Regions from separate parts of the Mus musculus genome. Here region 1 is linked to region 2. A link is a contact called in public Hi-C data. All regions are on one chromosome and are shown on one strand. The core of a region is the stretch at or near the end of the contact, and the rest is flanking DNA. Distances in the headings are between cores, read along the strand shown.

Region 1 (7,164 bases), core at 439-2,938, 36 kb after region 2:
CACACACAGCATCGAGTCCTCCTCTGCCATCTTCCGCATCCTGGATTTTCACTGGCTCACTTCCTCTCCAGGTAGCCTTTCCACTCTTTGTGGCTCAACTCAAAAAACTTCAGTTCCGCCATGAAATCTTCCTTAAACACACTCCCGTCTCCTCTTGGAATTCTAGAGGCCACACCCTGAGTTTCTCATCTGTGTGTGCTTCACTTCCACATCCTACAGAGGTCCAGAGAACAATCTCCATAATTTAATTGTCCAAGTTCCCCTCAAGTCTACACCTTGCACAAAACATAACACGGATTCAGTAGGCGCTTGACTGTGTGAGCAAGCTCACTAGTCTCTAGGAACACACTTGCTTTGCTTCATCATTAATAACTTGTTAGGAGACACAGACATCAGATTAGCGAAATGGAGCAACCAACACCACTTTATATTTCAAAATGTCTGTTATTTTAGGAGACTATATGAAACTCCCATCTGGTCATAAGGTTTTACTCCAATTTTTAATCCTCCAATCTTTCTTCTTTTCCTTTCTTCAGTCTTTTGAGACTGGGTCTTGCTATGTGGCTCTTGTTGACACGGTTTTATTATTCTATGTAGCCCAGGCTGGCCTCTGAAGCAATCCTCCTGCTTCAGCTTCTGAGTGCTATTACAGGTGTGCACCTACTACCCCGGGATCCAATTCCTCTGAGTCTTTAATTGAAAGTTTAGGGACACAAGTGGAATTGTCATGATGTCTACTGTGCTACATGTCAGGAACCTAACTCTAACTCGTGGCTTTTCCTTCCTTCTCAGCCCATTATCTATAGTGCTAATAATTCAAAGGACCTCAGAGAAATGTGTTAAGCACTCTTTGCTTTCTGGGATAGCAGCCGGCTCCCTTCATCGGTCACTCCCTAGGTTAATTACAGTGACTCAGTTTTACCACCTCCCCGTACTCTAGAGAAACAGACAAAAATTAAATTTATTGAGGAATCATAAAAATGGGTGCTACTGTAAAAAGGAGTCTAAACACATCTGTGGGACATCCGCCTAACCAAATCTACCGTCCTCACTAAGCTTTTCTCTCGCAAACAAGACCACTGAGAAGACAATGAGGAAGCACTCCAGAAGAAAGGGTAGCGAGAAGACGTACTTTGATAAACTGACCCGGTCGCTCCGAGGAGGATCTGGCCCCGGGGAAGGCAGAGATGACAACCGCTACTCTTGGTGACTCCCGCTAGGCTTTCCCCGGACTTTCTTGCGCTTGTCCCACAGCGGGTCCCGGGTGACCGTGACCCTCCTTTGCGCTCAGACTCGCGCGCCTGGGACACTGCACACAGGTGACCTCGGCGCGCTCGGCCCGGCTCGCGCGGCCCTCTGGCAGGCCTGGCCCCCACCCGGGCCCGGGCTTTGGTCCCCAGCGCGGCTCGGGCCGGTCTGGCCGGGGGAGGGGCGCGGCGGCCGAGAGCTGCTTCGGGGACGCAGGGCAGGCCTTACCGCAGCAGAGAGGGAGGCCGGGGGCGGGTGGCGCCAGGGCGCACGCAGAGCGCGGAGGCAATTGCAGCGCGAATAGCGGGGACAGCCGAGGGGACCCCAGAGGGAGCCCAGGACGCGGCAAGCTGCACGGGCGCCGCCATGGTGGGGACGCAGCGGCGGGACCACCAATCCTGCGGTCCGCCTCGGCGGCCGCGCCGGGGGTCGGGCATCAGCAGCCAATGGGAGCACCGGAACCGGGCGGGGCGCCAGGCAGGCCAATGCGAGGCTTCGCCGCAGGGTTGGGCGGGCCCGGACCCCGGAGACCCAATGGAAGCCAGAGGCCGAATCCATCCCCTCCCCATCCCCGGGCTATAGCTGGGGCTTGGGAGGAGCGCTGCGTGGAGCTGCGGTGCGTGGGGCTGCCCGGCTGCGGTCAGGTTTCCTCTGCTTCCCAGAGGAAGTCTTCTGTCCCTACTTCACCACTCTGCTGTCAGCCCCTGACGCTGGTGGTAACCTCTAGAACGCCTTCTGAAGCCCTATCCAATCCCGTGAGGGTAAGAGGCCTGCTAAGTTCAGGCGTGACCTCGAAGAAAGGTCGCAGATAGGCCACAAAGCCACCCCACATACCCAGTTCAGGAGGTCGCGCCCTCATTCTGCAGCGGAGTGCATTATCCTAAGGCAGAATTTAATACAGAATTTTCCCAAAGAGGAGGTGGGGACATAACTTGGCACTCTCAGATGCCAATCTTATACAAGGTATACAAGACATAAGTTTCTGCTTTGGCAAAAAGCTGAAGTGCAGTCTTTGGCTGTGGTGGGTCATGAACCCAGACTAGACTACACTGGCCAGGAAGTGCCTAAGGCAGACCCAACTTTGAAGTTGAGCAAGTTTAAAGCCCCAGGCCATCCCCAGCACCAGAAAAAAAAAAAAAAACAAAAACAAAACCACAGGCCAGTTTTATGAGACTTGGGAAAGTCCCATAGCTTTTTATGAACTGGGAATTTTCTTATAATAGGCCAAAAATATTTTTGAATGGTTGACTTAACTAATCATGGTAGTGGTGGTACGTACTTAACTACTCTCTAAACTGAAGCAGGATTAAACATTCAACAACTTTGTGGGTCTCAGTATCTTTGGGTTTTGTTTTGGTTTATTTTGTTTTTGTTTTAGTGTCTGCATGAATGTATGTCCCAGTGCCTGTGTATCCCAGAAGGCCTCATAGCCCCTGGAACTAGAGTTACAGACAGTTGCAAGCCACCAAGTGGACAGTGACAACTGAACCTGGGTTCCCCAGAAAAGTATTCTTAAGGGCTAAACTATCTCTCCATCCCACAGTGGGCTCTTCTTAGGGACAAAAAAGTAGAGAGGGCTGTCGGGTATAGCTTGGCAGTAGTACGTTTGCCTCAAACATTCAAAGGCTTGAATTCAATCCTCAACTCCCATAGAGCTGGGATTACACCAGGCACGAGATTATCCGGTCCTTTAGCAAGGCTGAGGTAATGAGACTCATGGGGAGGAACTACGGGTGCCTGAGGAAGTTAAGTTTTCCTCTCTTCCACGAACGCTCAGCCCCAGCCATTTTCCCCTGAAAATCCCCGAGTGAAGAACAGAGGGGCAACCTTCTTTCCTTGGCTCCAAGGATTTAGCTGTGAAAAAACATCTGTGAAACTCTTCTCTCTTTCCCCAGAGCCAATACTAAGTAGCAGCTCCCAGGCTACAGGGGTACCGAGCACATCATCTAGCACCGGGGCACAAAGCTCAGGCCAGCTGGAATACGGAGGCTGTGCAGAAAGGAGCCTCGCACCAGCTCAGGATCACCTCTTCTTGTCAAAGACTGGGTCTTCCTCCAGGGAAGCAATCAGCAACGACAAGCACTGCAGAGGGCAGCTTCTGCAATCCATGGGGAGATCAAGGGTCTCTTGCTATTCAAGCACCTACAGCATACTCTCCTGGTTCCACAAGGATGGAATCCTGATGCAGGAAGTGATCTGTATATCAGGATGCTGATGACATCAAAAGGGGTTTAAGTGAAACCTCTCTTGAGAAGACCGTAGTCCAATCCTTCCCGTTAACTCCTCCAGGAAAGCAAAAGGAGGTACAGAGAGCCACAATGCCCTGGATGCTCAACGGGCCACAGCACCCACCTCCGTGAACGGTGCCCACCTCAGCGAACAGCTTCCCAGCCCCTGCTCCACAGCCTGACCCAGGGCCACTTGGGCTCATGGGGCAGACCACAGTCAATCCTCTGTTCAATCCATTTTATTGCTAAGGACAAGGTAATGCACCGGTTTTCAAAATAATTTGGTTTATAGAGTTCATACGTAACAAAAAAGGGGAAGTATTATAAATCTGACTCCTGTATACAGAGCAAGGTATGAAGCCCTCCATATTGGGCCCAGGCAAACAAATTCAGGAACCTGTTTAACCCCTTCAATGTTGCCCTCTAGTCCCATCCCACCCCCACCCTCAACCAGCCCCACCCCACCCCTGACCAAGGGCGTAGCTATACCAGCCCTTGGCCTCCAGTGGCCCCAGTTCATCCTAACCCATAGTTAGCCCCTGCATAACTGCACAAAAATCACCCACCAGGCTCTGCCTGTTTCCATCATTAAAATTATCCCTTCAAGGTGGTCCCCACCCACACCCTCTAACACTGTGGCCGCAGGCAGGGGCTTCCGTGCCTGACATTTGTGGGCTCATAGTATATAACCTCTGAGTTCTACTTCAAGGGTGGACAGAGGTGGCAGCCAGCTCCTTAGCATCCCAATACTGCAGCTTTGCCGGCGCTCTCTTGAGATCGGTCCAGGAAGGGACAGATGGCACCCCACCTCTACCCATCCCCCGGGGCCCTTACTCAGCTTGGCTGAGGGCAGAATTTCACATTTTGTTTGCCCTGCAGAGGCAAAGAAGAAAGTGAAGCCCAGGGGCTGGCAGAAGCTAGTCCTGACCAAGCACACACACGCACTCACGTACACGAGTGCAACCACATACGTACTTGCACACCCACACACACATTCTCAAGCACACACACACACACACACACAGGTGTACACTCACACGTTCTCACGCTTACACACAGGTACACACTTGCACGTGTGCACGCTCACACACGCATACATAAATACAAAAGGGGATTGGGTCAGCACCAGCACCTCTCTGCCTTGCTGGTGCCGGTGGGCGGGTAGGAAGCAAGCCACTAAGAAAGAACAATCCGCCCAGCAGGAACAGCTGACCCGATTGGACTGGGGGCTGATGCAATCACAGCATCCCAGTGTCGGCCCGTCAGCTGAGGACGGACAGCTGCTGCCAAGCACCCACAATAGGCTTGTCTTTTCCCGGCAGAATGCATCGAGGGTGGAGTGAGAAGGTGAAAGGTCGGACACGTCATTCCTTTTCTGTGTACAGCTTCACTTTCGAAGTGAAGTTCCAAGTTCGAGTTCCAAGTGTCTGCTGTGCTGTGGAACCCTAGAGTGCTCTCGCCTTGATGGCTGGGAACCTCTCAGATCCTGGAAGCATCTACTCCATGATGGCCCGGTACAGCGCTGGCTCGATGTAATCCTCCCGGTACCGCGAGTTGATGACCCGTTGCCTCTTCTTTTCTTGCTTCACTTCCTTCTCTGTGAAAATCTCATTGAAGCGCATGTCTGAAGCCACCGACTACAAAGGGAAAGACATGCAAACTGTCACTTTGTGGCCACACAAACAAACACTAAAGGGGCATGTGCCTGCCATGTTCAGGACACATGCTCAGGGCACAGAAAGCTCACTCACCAGTCTAGACTTGACTCTCTTGGGAAGCTCTTCATCGAGTGTGTATACATCATCTCTCTTAACCACCAGCTGCGAGCCATCCTCAAACTCCACCTGACAAGCAAGCAAAGGCCCTTTAGCTAGGGTACCAGAGTCCTGTGGGACCTGCGCGCAGTGGCAGTTTCCTGTAGCTAGAGGAGGGCAACTCGGTAGTAAGGACTTTCCATGTAAGGAATGACGGCCATGCCCGAAGGCACAATACCAAAGTGGATACCCCAGATCTGTGAAGGCACTAAGTGACCGGCAAGTTCTTTCAAGAGCAAAGACAAGCTTCTTGCCCGAGGAAACACTAAATTAATGAAGTACCCTCCCACCCTCAAACGCCCATTCAAGAACCTTTGGCTACCTGGTACATCTGGATGGGGTGGGAGGCCACAAACTTAGCCCCATAGACTTGGCCATCTGTCCATCTGACTTGAACCACTTCACCTTCAGCAGGAGGCCCCAGTTGGAGACAGTCCTGACTCTGAGGACAGAGCAGAGGAGGAGAGTGAAGCGCAGCTCACCCAACCACAGTGCTAAGTGCCAATGACTCAGGAAGGACTTCTGCCCACGCACTGCAGGAAAGGCAGCTAGCTCTGGGCTGAAAGCCAAGGTACGGTCCGTCAAACAAGGTCTGCCTTATTCATCTGCCCTAAGCCCTGCTGCCTCTGGGGGAGCAAGCAAACAAAACAAAAACCCCATTACTCAGTAAATGTAGTAAACACAGAGACAGGGGTGGGCTCTCGAATCCACCATCCTGTGTCCTCTCAGCTGAGCTGCTCTGCTATGGAGGAACAGTAGGACTGCATTTGAGTGCTCTAAGACATGTGCTTCTGAGAGAGGGAGGGAGGGAGGGAGACAGAGAGAGAGAGACAGAAAGAGAGAGATTTGAGAGAGAGAGAGAGAGAGAGAGATCGTAAAAAAAAAGGAAGGGACCATCTAGCTGAGAGCAGAGGCTCCCGGGAGACCAGCGAAGGAGCTGGGTGAAGCTCAACTTTGGCTAAGCAGCGTGACCTGCCGTGTGAACAGACAAAAGCAATGCCAGGAGATATAACTCCGGCCCTGGTGCCCAGATCCACAAAAAGTAAGAAAGAACAAAACACAAACAAACCACTAGCCCTTTCATCATGTTAATATTTCTGACTATATATATATATATATATATATATATATATATATATATTGATTTTTCAAGATAGGGTTTCTCTGTAGAGCCCTGGATGTCCTGGAACTCACTCTGTAGACCAGGCTGGCCTCGAACTCAGAAATCCGCCTGCCTCTGCCTCTCAAGTGCTGGGATTAAAGGCGTGCACTACCACGCCCAGCTGTGAATTTGGTTTTTAAAAATGTATTTATATTAAAATCTAGCATCATTTGGAAAGATCTCCACAGCCCAGGATGGCAGTGTTTTCTGAATGACCAGCATACAGTCTAACAAATCACGGATGAGACGCACCTCAGCGTGAGGTGGGCGGACGGACGTCATGTCTGTCTCCATAAGGCTCAATGGGCTTTTGGATTTCATGTTGTTTATGACTATTTTAAAAAAACTGCTGCTTGGTCAGGCATAGTAGCACACACCTGTGCTGCCAGTATGCACAAGTTCAAGGCCTTTCCAAGCTACATGAAGCCTTGTCCCAAAAAGCTAAAAGATCAAATTACCCCAGTAACAAGACCTGGTAACATAGGACTGTAATCTCAACCAGTCAGGAGGCAGGAAGATCAGGAGTTCAAGGCCTGCTTCAGCTATAGATAAATCCTATTTCATATCTTAAAAACGTGAAAGGACCGGGCAGCAGCTCCACAGACAACAGCTAAGGCCCTAGTTCCAATGCCCAGTTCCAAAAAGAACTCATTTCAACTCTCAGAAATGCTACTAAAATGTTGTTCTCAGGGGACCGGGGAAGGGGGGACGG
Region 2 (7,610 bases), core at 3,147-5,646:
GTTGGTTGGTTGGTTGGTTTTTCGAGACAGGGTTTCTCTGTAGAGCTCTGGCTGTCCTAGAACTCACTCTGTAGACCAGGCTGGCCTCGAACTCAGAGAGCACCTCCTGCCTCTGCCTCCCGAGTGCTGGGATTTGGGTGTGAGCTACTATGTCAGTGTTTCAGTAGGAGTGCTGGGAATCCAAACTCACGCCCTTATGCTTACACAAGCATTACCTACTAAGCCGTGTCTCTCCAGGTCCTCAACTGGCTCCTTTTACATTGCTGCATGGTACTCCATTATAGGGCTGTGTCTTTTTTTTTTTTTTTTTTTTTAAAGACATTTTGTTTAAGACAAGGTCTTGTGTGGCCTGGCTGGCCTGGAGTTTGCTACATAGTGTTGGATGAAGTTGAACTCCTGATTCTCACATCTCAACCTCCCAGTGCTGGGCCCACAGGCATGTGACATTATGCCCTTCTGGAATGCCACATTCTGTCTGTCTATCCATCTGTTGACAGACATCTGGTCTGTGTTGTAGTCTGGGGCCATCACAAATGGCGAGGTTGGTAGCATTCCAGTGCAGGCCTGTGTTGACACAGCCTTATTATTCTGTATATGTGCCCAGTGACCAAGGCTGAGAACTGTCTGTCGCCTGTGCCCTCCAGTCCTCCTCAGACTCTTTCATGAGGCAGCTCTCGGCCTTCACTCATTTTTATGAGGCATCTACTGTCTCACTGTTAGTCATAAAAACCTTATATTCTGCACATAAATCTAGCCGAGGACTGAATTTTTACTGCTGGGTATTCTACACCGGGTATTAAGTACCTTCCCATTCTGAGTTTTACCGTTTTACTCTTTTGTTTTGTTTTTTTTTAAAAGATTTATTTATTCATTTTATGTGAGTACATCGGCACTGTCTTCAGACACATCAGAAGAGGGCATCAGATCCCGTTACGGATGGTTGTGATCCACCATGTGGTTGCTGGGAATTGAACTCAGGACCTCTGGAAGAGCAATCAGTGCTCTTAACCGCTGAGCCATCTCTCCAGCCCTGTTTTATTCTCTTAATTACATCTTTTGAATAGCAGGCAGTTTTAATTTTGGTAAAAATTATCTTTTTTTCTTTTTCTTTTTTGGTAACTGAATCCATAGCTTACTGCGGGCTAGGCAAGCAGCCCAACCCTGAGCCAGAGCCCCAAGTTCAACAGTTTTGATCTTTCAGCTTATTCTCCTCCCTCCCTCCCTCCCTCCCTCCCTCCCTCCCTCCCTCCCTCCCTCCCTCCCTCTCTCTCTCCTTCCCTTCCTCCCTCCCTCTCTTTCTTCTCCTCTCCTCTCCTCTCCTCTCCTCTCCTCTCCTCTCCTCTCCTCTCCTCTCCTCTTTTCCCTCTCTATCTCTCTGTTTTGCTTTCTCTATGTAGCTCTGGCTGTCCTGGAACCCAGTCTGTAGATCAGGCTGGTCTTGAATTCACAGAGATGCCTCTGCCTCCTCTGCCTCTGCCTCTGCCTCTCGGGTGCCAGGATGTTTCAGCTCATGCATCTTACAGCCTACCTTACAATCTTTGTACAAGTACCTTTGCCGGTTTGTTTTGGTTTTGGAACTCTATCCCATGTTGGCTTTACACTCATGGGAATCCTCCTGCCTGAGTTTTCCAAGTGCTGAAATTACTGCTGTGAGCCATCACACCTGATGGTGTTCTTTCAACTTATAAAAGTAAACTGTGTTATTATGACTTTTATTCATTCAAACAGGGTTTTCCATTTACATCCTATCCATGTCTTATGTCTGTACCTTCTTGCTTTAAATTGCTGTGTATCATCTATGACATCGCCCTGCCTCTTGCCCACTCACCCCTACCCTCCGTCTATGACATCATCCCACCTCTTGCCTACTCACCCCCATCCTCAGGGCAGAAGGCCACTCCCTCTAGCTGCTTGGTCCAAAACGTGTGTCTCTGCTGAGCTGTGTGGAATATCAAGGGGAAGGGGAGGCGTGCTGGGTGAAACAACGCTCATGTGTATGCTTAAGTCAATCACATTACAGGGCTCTCCAGAGCGGTTGCACCTTCTATCTCCTGCCAGCAGAACTACAGGTTACAGGATTTTTATATTCTGACCAGCATAAGACATTATTCAGCTTTCAAATTCTTGTCAAAGAGGGAGAAACAGATATTTTGTTTTAACTTGAGTATTTTGTAGCCTGAGAGTTTGTTTTCTTACAGCCAGTCTCAGTAGTTTCTTAATTCTTTAAAATGCCTGGTACAGTTCTTTGCCGTTTCCTGTTGAGATCCTGAGACCTTTCCCCGTTTCTCTCCATCTCTGCACAGGGTCTCACATAGCCCAGTCTGGCCTTGAACTCAGACCTTCCAATTCTGCTGCCACCCCACCCCGCCCCCATACTGGGATTTCAGGTATGCAGCCTGACGCTCCAATGACAGTTCTGGAGATCAGAGAAGGGCTTCCTGCACGCTAAGCCAGCACTCTGCCGACCAAGCCCATCAGGGTGCCTCTTTCTTTCTCGATGCAGCTCTGCATGTTCTGTACATCAACTCTTGCACATTTCAAACCCTGCCGCTTTCTTTCCTGGCAGTCATAACATACAGATGTTCATTTTGCCTGTGCTGTCCTTAGTAACACAAGGTCTTTACATTTAGTGTAAAGAAGTCCAGGATTTTCTCCCTATGATTTTTCTGGGGTTTCTGCCACCACTGTGTTTATCCTTTGTTTATTTGTTTTAACAATCGCATGTAGCTCAGGCTGGCCTTAGCCTGGCTCTGTAGCTGAGGATGATCCTTCTTCCTGCACCTTCCAAGCGCTGAGACCGCAGTGCACCGCTGCGTCTGTCACCGTCTAAGATGTCTGCGTCTAAGGTTCGTCTCTTCCTGACTCTTAGATGCCTAAGGCACTGATGCCTGCCTCCTCTTGACTGCCAGCTTCATTACAACCACAAGTTTCTGGGAGAGGAATAAAGGACATCCCAGGTGTGTCTCTCAGGGTATTTCCAAGGAGAACTAACAAACTGGGGGAGGTGGGGGCGTGGCCTCACCTCCCAGGCTGGGGGCCTGGAGAGCACGGAAGCAGAAAAGGAGACAGCAGTGGACATTTTCCGGTTCCTGACTGCCACGCTGTCACTTGCTCCACTCAGTCACTGATTCTTCTCTCTGCTGCTCTGGGGCATTTGTCACAGTGACGGGAACTACAATTAGCTCTGTCACAGAGGTGCTCTTTTCCTTTCTCCTAATTGACCACACTCCTCGGGATCTTTCCTTCTAAAAATTTTGTCTTTATGTGTTCGTAATGCCTGTGTGCACATCTGCAGGTGTTCAAGGAGGACGAGCGAGTGGGACTGGACCCACACACACACACACTCCCAAAGTTTGAGTCACGGACTCACAGGAGGTAGGTTCTAGAGACAGAACCCTGATCCTCTGCCATAGGCAGTCAGTTCATGCATTCGGGTAACCATAGAGCCATCCCAGCCCTGACCTGAAAGCTTGAGGCGTTGCTAAGGTCTTCATTTGTGTGTGGATTTCGTGTAAATGGTTCTCCTCAGCCTCTTCCGTGAGGCATGTGTCCTTTCTGCTCTTAGTGTTGCTATTACACTCACTTAATTCCTACATACACGGCTTCTGTCTCTGCTCTCTAGTTTTCAAATTGTTCCTTGTTTTTAATTTCTGTGTGGCATCAGCACTACCATTTCACTGTGTGACATTAAAAATGTCTTCATACGTTAGAGGACGAGAGCCCCTCCTCGATATGGAGAGAAATCAATCAGGATTTGTGCAGCTTCAAAGATGCAAGAGCGGCTGCAGGAAGCCCAGGAAGGGAGAGGACGACGACAGAGGTCGGCTGTCTAGACGGGAGGGCTACAGCGCGAGTTCCGAACCTGAAAGGGCTGTGGATGACTAGGGCAGACAATGGCACAGTGAGAACGGAGGGCTTTCCCAGTTCCTCATCACACACACAACAGACAAAGCCCACGATTCAGGCTGGTTGTGGCTCGGCTGGAGGAAGCTTGCCGTGCAAGCATGGAGTCCTGGGTTGGATCCCCAGCACCACATGAAGATGAGGGGTGGTGACACGCACCTGTAACCCCAGCACACAGGAGGTGAACTCGGCTACGTAGGGAGTTTTAGGTCAGTCTGGGCCACATGAGACCTTGCCTCAAAGAATATTTAAAAACTGATTCTAGAACAGCTCACTGGTGGCTTTTACTAACAGTCCACAAACCGACCCCAAAATGCAAATTCACTCTTCGTGACAAAGGCAACTCCACGTATTTTCACTTTATTTATAATTAGACTGTACCTACTTACCAGAAGTCTACAGAAGAAATTACTGAATGATAAGAACCTGACTTAAGCAAGACCAGAGTGTTTGTCTGGAGTGCACTGCCAACTCAAGTCTCTCTTGAACAGTTGGCAGAGCATGCATCGGTGAGCTGCTGGGCTCATACAATTCCCCTCCGCTCACACACACCATTCTGACCCTTGGAATCAGGAAGTTTCCAGCATTGCCTTTAAACAGAAATGGTATGAAATCACTGCTACTTTTAAGTTTCCAATCTGAGTTTGCTCGGCCATGAGATCAGTTGGCCATGGCTGTGCAGTGGGGAACTCTACAGTTAGTACCAATGCACACTGACAGCAGTATGATGTCATACTTTTACAGTAAGACACCTGGGTACTTGGGGGCAGGGCATATAGTTCAAACATGAATACATGAAAACTCTCTTGAATGGATGTACACACAATCGCTTCCAATTTACTTGTATGGAGACCTCCACCCCTGCTTTTCATTTTGTTTTCTTGTAAGTAATTCGTAACTCTTGAAGAGGACTCTGCCCTCAGTTGGCTGTGGTCAGAAATGCTACCGATGGGCAAGCAGAAGGAAAAATAGCTCCTGACAAAAGGACTCTGTCTTATGCAGGTGGTGGATCGGTCAGACCCCTAGACACCAAGTACTGAGACCAGAATGCAGACCGGTCTCCACTCAAAACCAACTCACTTTAAACTGAGTTTTCCCATGGGAGTGGTGGCACATAGCTTTAATCATCACAGGCAGAGGCAGAGGCAGGCAGATCTCTGTGAGTCTGAGGACAGCTTGGTCTATATAGTCAGTCCCAGGCTAGCCATGACTACACCATGAGACCCTGTCTTAAACAAAAACCCCAAACCCTGAGTTTTCCCATCTGTAAAACTGGTTAAGAATGGCCTGGACTTTACAACTCTAGGAGTGTGATTTCAACCAAGACATGGATAATGTGTTAAGCCTCATGAGTCAAAACTTTAAAATGTGGAAGTACTACTAATCACTTAATAGGGGCTAACGCATGCATGTAGGCTTGTCGTGGCGGCACACGCTGGCAATCTGTGATCTAGGGACATAGAGGCAGGAGATAAGGAATTCAAGATCCTTCCTAGCTACAAAGCCAGCTTGAGGCAGACAGCAGGAAGAGAGACACGATGTCCACCCCCAGTGACACACTTCCTCCAACAAGGCCACACCCACCCTAACAAGGCCACACCTCCCATTAGTGCCAGTCCCTGGTGACCAAGCATTCTAATATATGACCCTATGGCTAGCAATCTTATTCAAACCCCCACAGGAACTTACACCTGTAACTGACATATGCATATCACGCATATATATATACTCTCAGGCACACACACTTATACATAAGTTTCTTTTTAAAAATTTCTCAAAGGGTGGCCAGATCATGAGAGCCATGAGAGAAGAGCAGCAATATGAACACGTGCATTTATGCCAAAGCCCTGACAAGTGGACTGTGAGGACCACCCTGCCAATAGATGCTTCCTGCTGCTGATTTCAGGCTTCTTGCCAATGACTGCCCTTCTGTGCGGATATGCACTGTGTGCATTCCAGGGTATGCATGTGCATAGACATCTTTATTAATCCTCTTTGTGTTGGTAGTCATTCATCTCACCTGTTTGTGTGGCTAGTAGAATCCAGGCACAAGCTACAATACAGTGCTGAGCTGCCAGCTCTGTGTCCACCAGTATTTTTGGTTGCTTTCATCTTTGTAAAACCATGCAGGGAGACGCTGGTGCATCTGTCTTAGCTTGTTATTCCATTTCTTTAGGACATAAAACTGCTGCTAGCTTTCTTTCTTTGGCAAGTAAAACCCGATTAAACAGCATGTGTGTTAAAACTCGTGAGTATGAGGGCTGGAGAGATGGTTTGGAGCACTTGTTGCTCTTACGGGGGACTCGGGTCTGATTGCCAGCACCCACACGGTAGCTCACAACCATCCGTAATCCTAGTTCCAGGGGATCTGACGTCCTCTTTTTTCCTCCTCCGAGACAGGGTTTCTCACTCTATAGACCAGGTTGGGCTTAAACCCACAGAGATCCACCTGCCTCTACCTCCCAAGTGCTGGGATTAAAGGCGTGCGCCACCGTGATCAGGAAATTATATTCTTTATAACTTTGATAGAGTTTTGTGTGATATATAAGAAGGATGTGACTTGACTTTCTCTGACTAGATTAGGCACTGTCTGGAACTAAAGTAGGATAGTCCCCCTTTGCTCTCAGATCTGAACGTCCCTGCTTCTTACGCCTCTTCCCTGCAGGTAGCAGTCCCACCGACCTCTTCCTGTGTCAGTGCCCCATTGACTGAGTGTGGCTGAGAAGAGATCGGAAGCCTAGAAGGGTAAACATCTCTTGCTTTACTTTCTTTTGTTTTTTCAGTTTTTTTGTTTTTTTGTTTTTTTTTTAATTGGGTCTGGAGATCGGCTTAGCAATGAAAAGCACTTGTTGCTCTTACAGAGAATCAGGGTTCTGTTTCCAGCACCCACATGGTGGCTCACAACCATCAGTAACTGCAGTACCAGGGCATCTGATGCACTCTTCTGACAAATGTGAACAGGCACATTTACATACATGCAGAAAAATGCACATACATATAAAATAATAGTATTAATAAATCTTTTTAAAAAGATTACATTTTCTCATTTTGTGTGTATGTGTGTGCATGTACAAGCTTGCTGGGGTGCACACATGGAAGTCAGAGGACAAACGGTAGGAGTCGGTTCTCTCCTTCCACCACATAAGTGCTGGGGATCAAACTCAGGTCACCGGGCTTGGCAGCAAGCCCCTTTTCTTACTGAGCCATCTTGCCAGCCCAAACTCTTTATTTAAAAATAAAGATTTTAATGAAGCATACTTCCATTATTTTTTAAATGCATAAAAATAAAATTCACATTTAAGTAGCAGGTGTTCTGACTTCTGGCAAATCCATACACGTGTGAGGACATGGCCTGAAACAAGATGTTCAGCATTGCATCATCCTAGATAAGCTCTTCAAGTTCCCACAATCCGCTGCGTAGATTACCCAGCGATGTAATCTCTACAGTTGAGGATTAGTTTAACCCCTTCTAGAACTTACTCTAAATGGAATCACATGACTTGTACTCTCTCCTCCATAGCTTATTTCACTCAGCGCATGGCTATGGGTTTCACCCACGTTGTCTTGTGTAACAGGAGCTTGCTCCACTGTGCACTACAGCACAGTGTTCTCCCTCATCACTACAGCAGTGTGCTCCCTCATCACTAGAGCAGTGTGCTCCCTCATCGCTACAGCACAATGTGCTCCCTCATCACTAGAGCAGTGTG

The links. Hi-C and Micro-C count contacts between places; a contact is called where the count stands out from the background.
Region 1: a contact with region 2 is called in a Hi-C map of the HPC-7 cell line, with 1.6 times the contacts expected there. The contact joins the promoter of St3gal3 here to the enhancer-like site in region 2. A contact is called at or near these places in 6 of 39 promoter capture datasets (the 3T3-L1 cell line, the C10 cell line, the HPC-7 cell line and 3 more), 2 of 15 datasets of contacts at CTCF or cohesin (the NIH/3T3 cell line and pro-B cells), 26 of 484 Hi-C or Micro-C datasets (the AML12 cell line, the C2C12 cell line, the HL-1 cell line and 17 more), 6 of 115 datasets of contacts at active chromatin or transcription factors (the HPC-7 cell line, Th17 cells, bone marrow-derived dendritic cells and 2 more) and 2 of 9 other capture datasets (adipose tissue and pancreatic islet).

What each region holds. Positions count from the first base shown.
Region 1 is chr4:118,133,258-118,140,421 of GRCm38.p6, forward strand. St3gal3 (ST3 beta-galactoside alpha-2,3-sialyltransferase 3) reads right to left here and starts at 1,689. Exons shown (of 12, transcript NM_009176.5): 1 at 1,133-1,689. Kdm4a (lysine (K)-specific demethylase 4A) reads right to left here. Exons shown (of 22, transcript NM_001161823.1): 20 at 5,613-5,732; 21 at 5,228-5,320; 22 at 3,747-5,113. The coding sequence ends at 4,973.
Region 2 is chr4:118,094,370-118,101,979 of GRCm38.p6, forward strand. The region is part of intron 2 of St3gal3 (ST3 beta-galactoside alpha-2,3-sialyltransferase 3); the gene reads right to left. Among named protein-coding and RNA genes, the nearest start is that of St3gal3, 37 kb to the right of the region's middle. Within about 2 kb of position 4,397, at least 4 of the 459 cell types and tissues checked have an H3K27ac peak or open chromatin away from gene starts, as enhancers often do.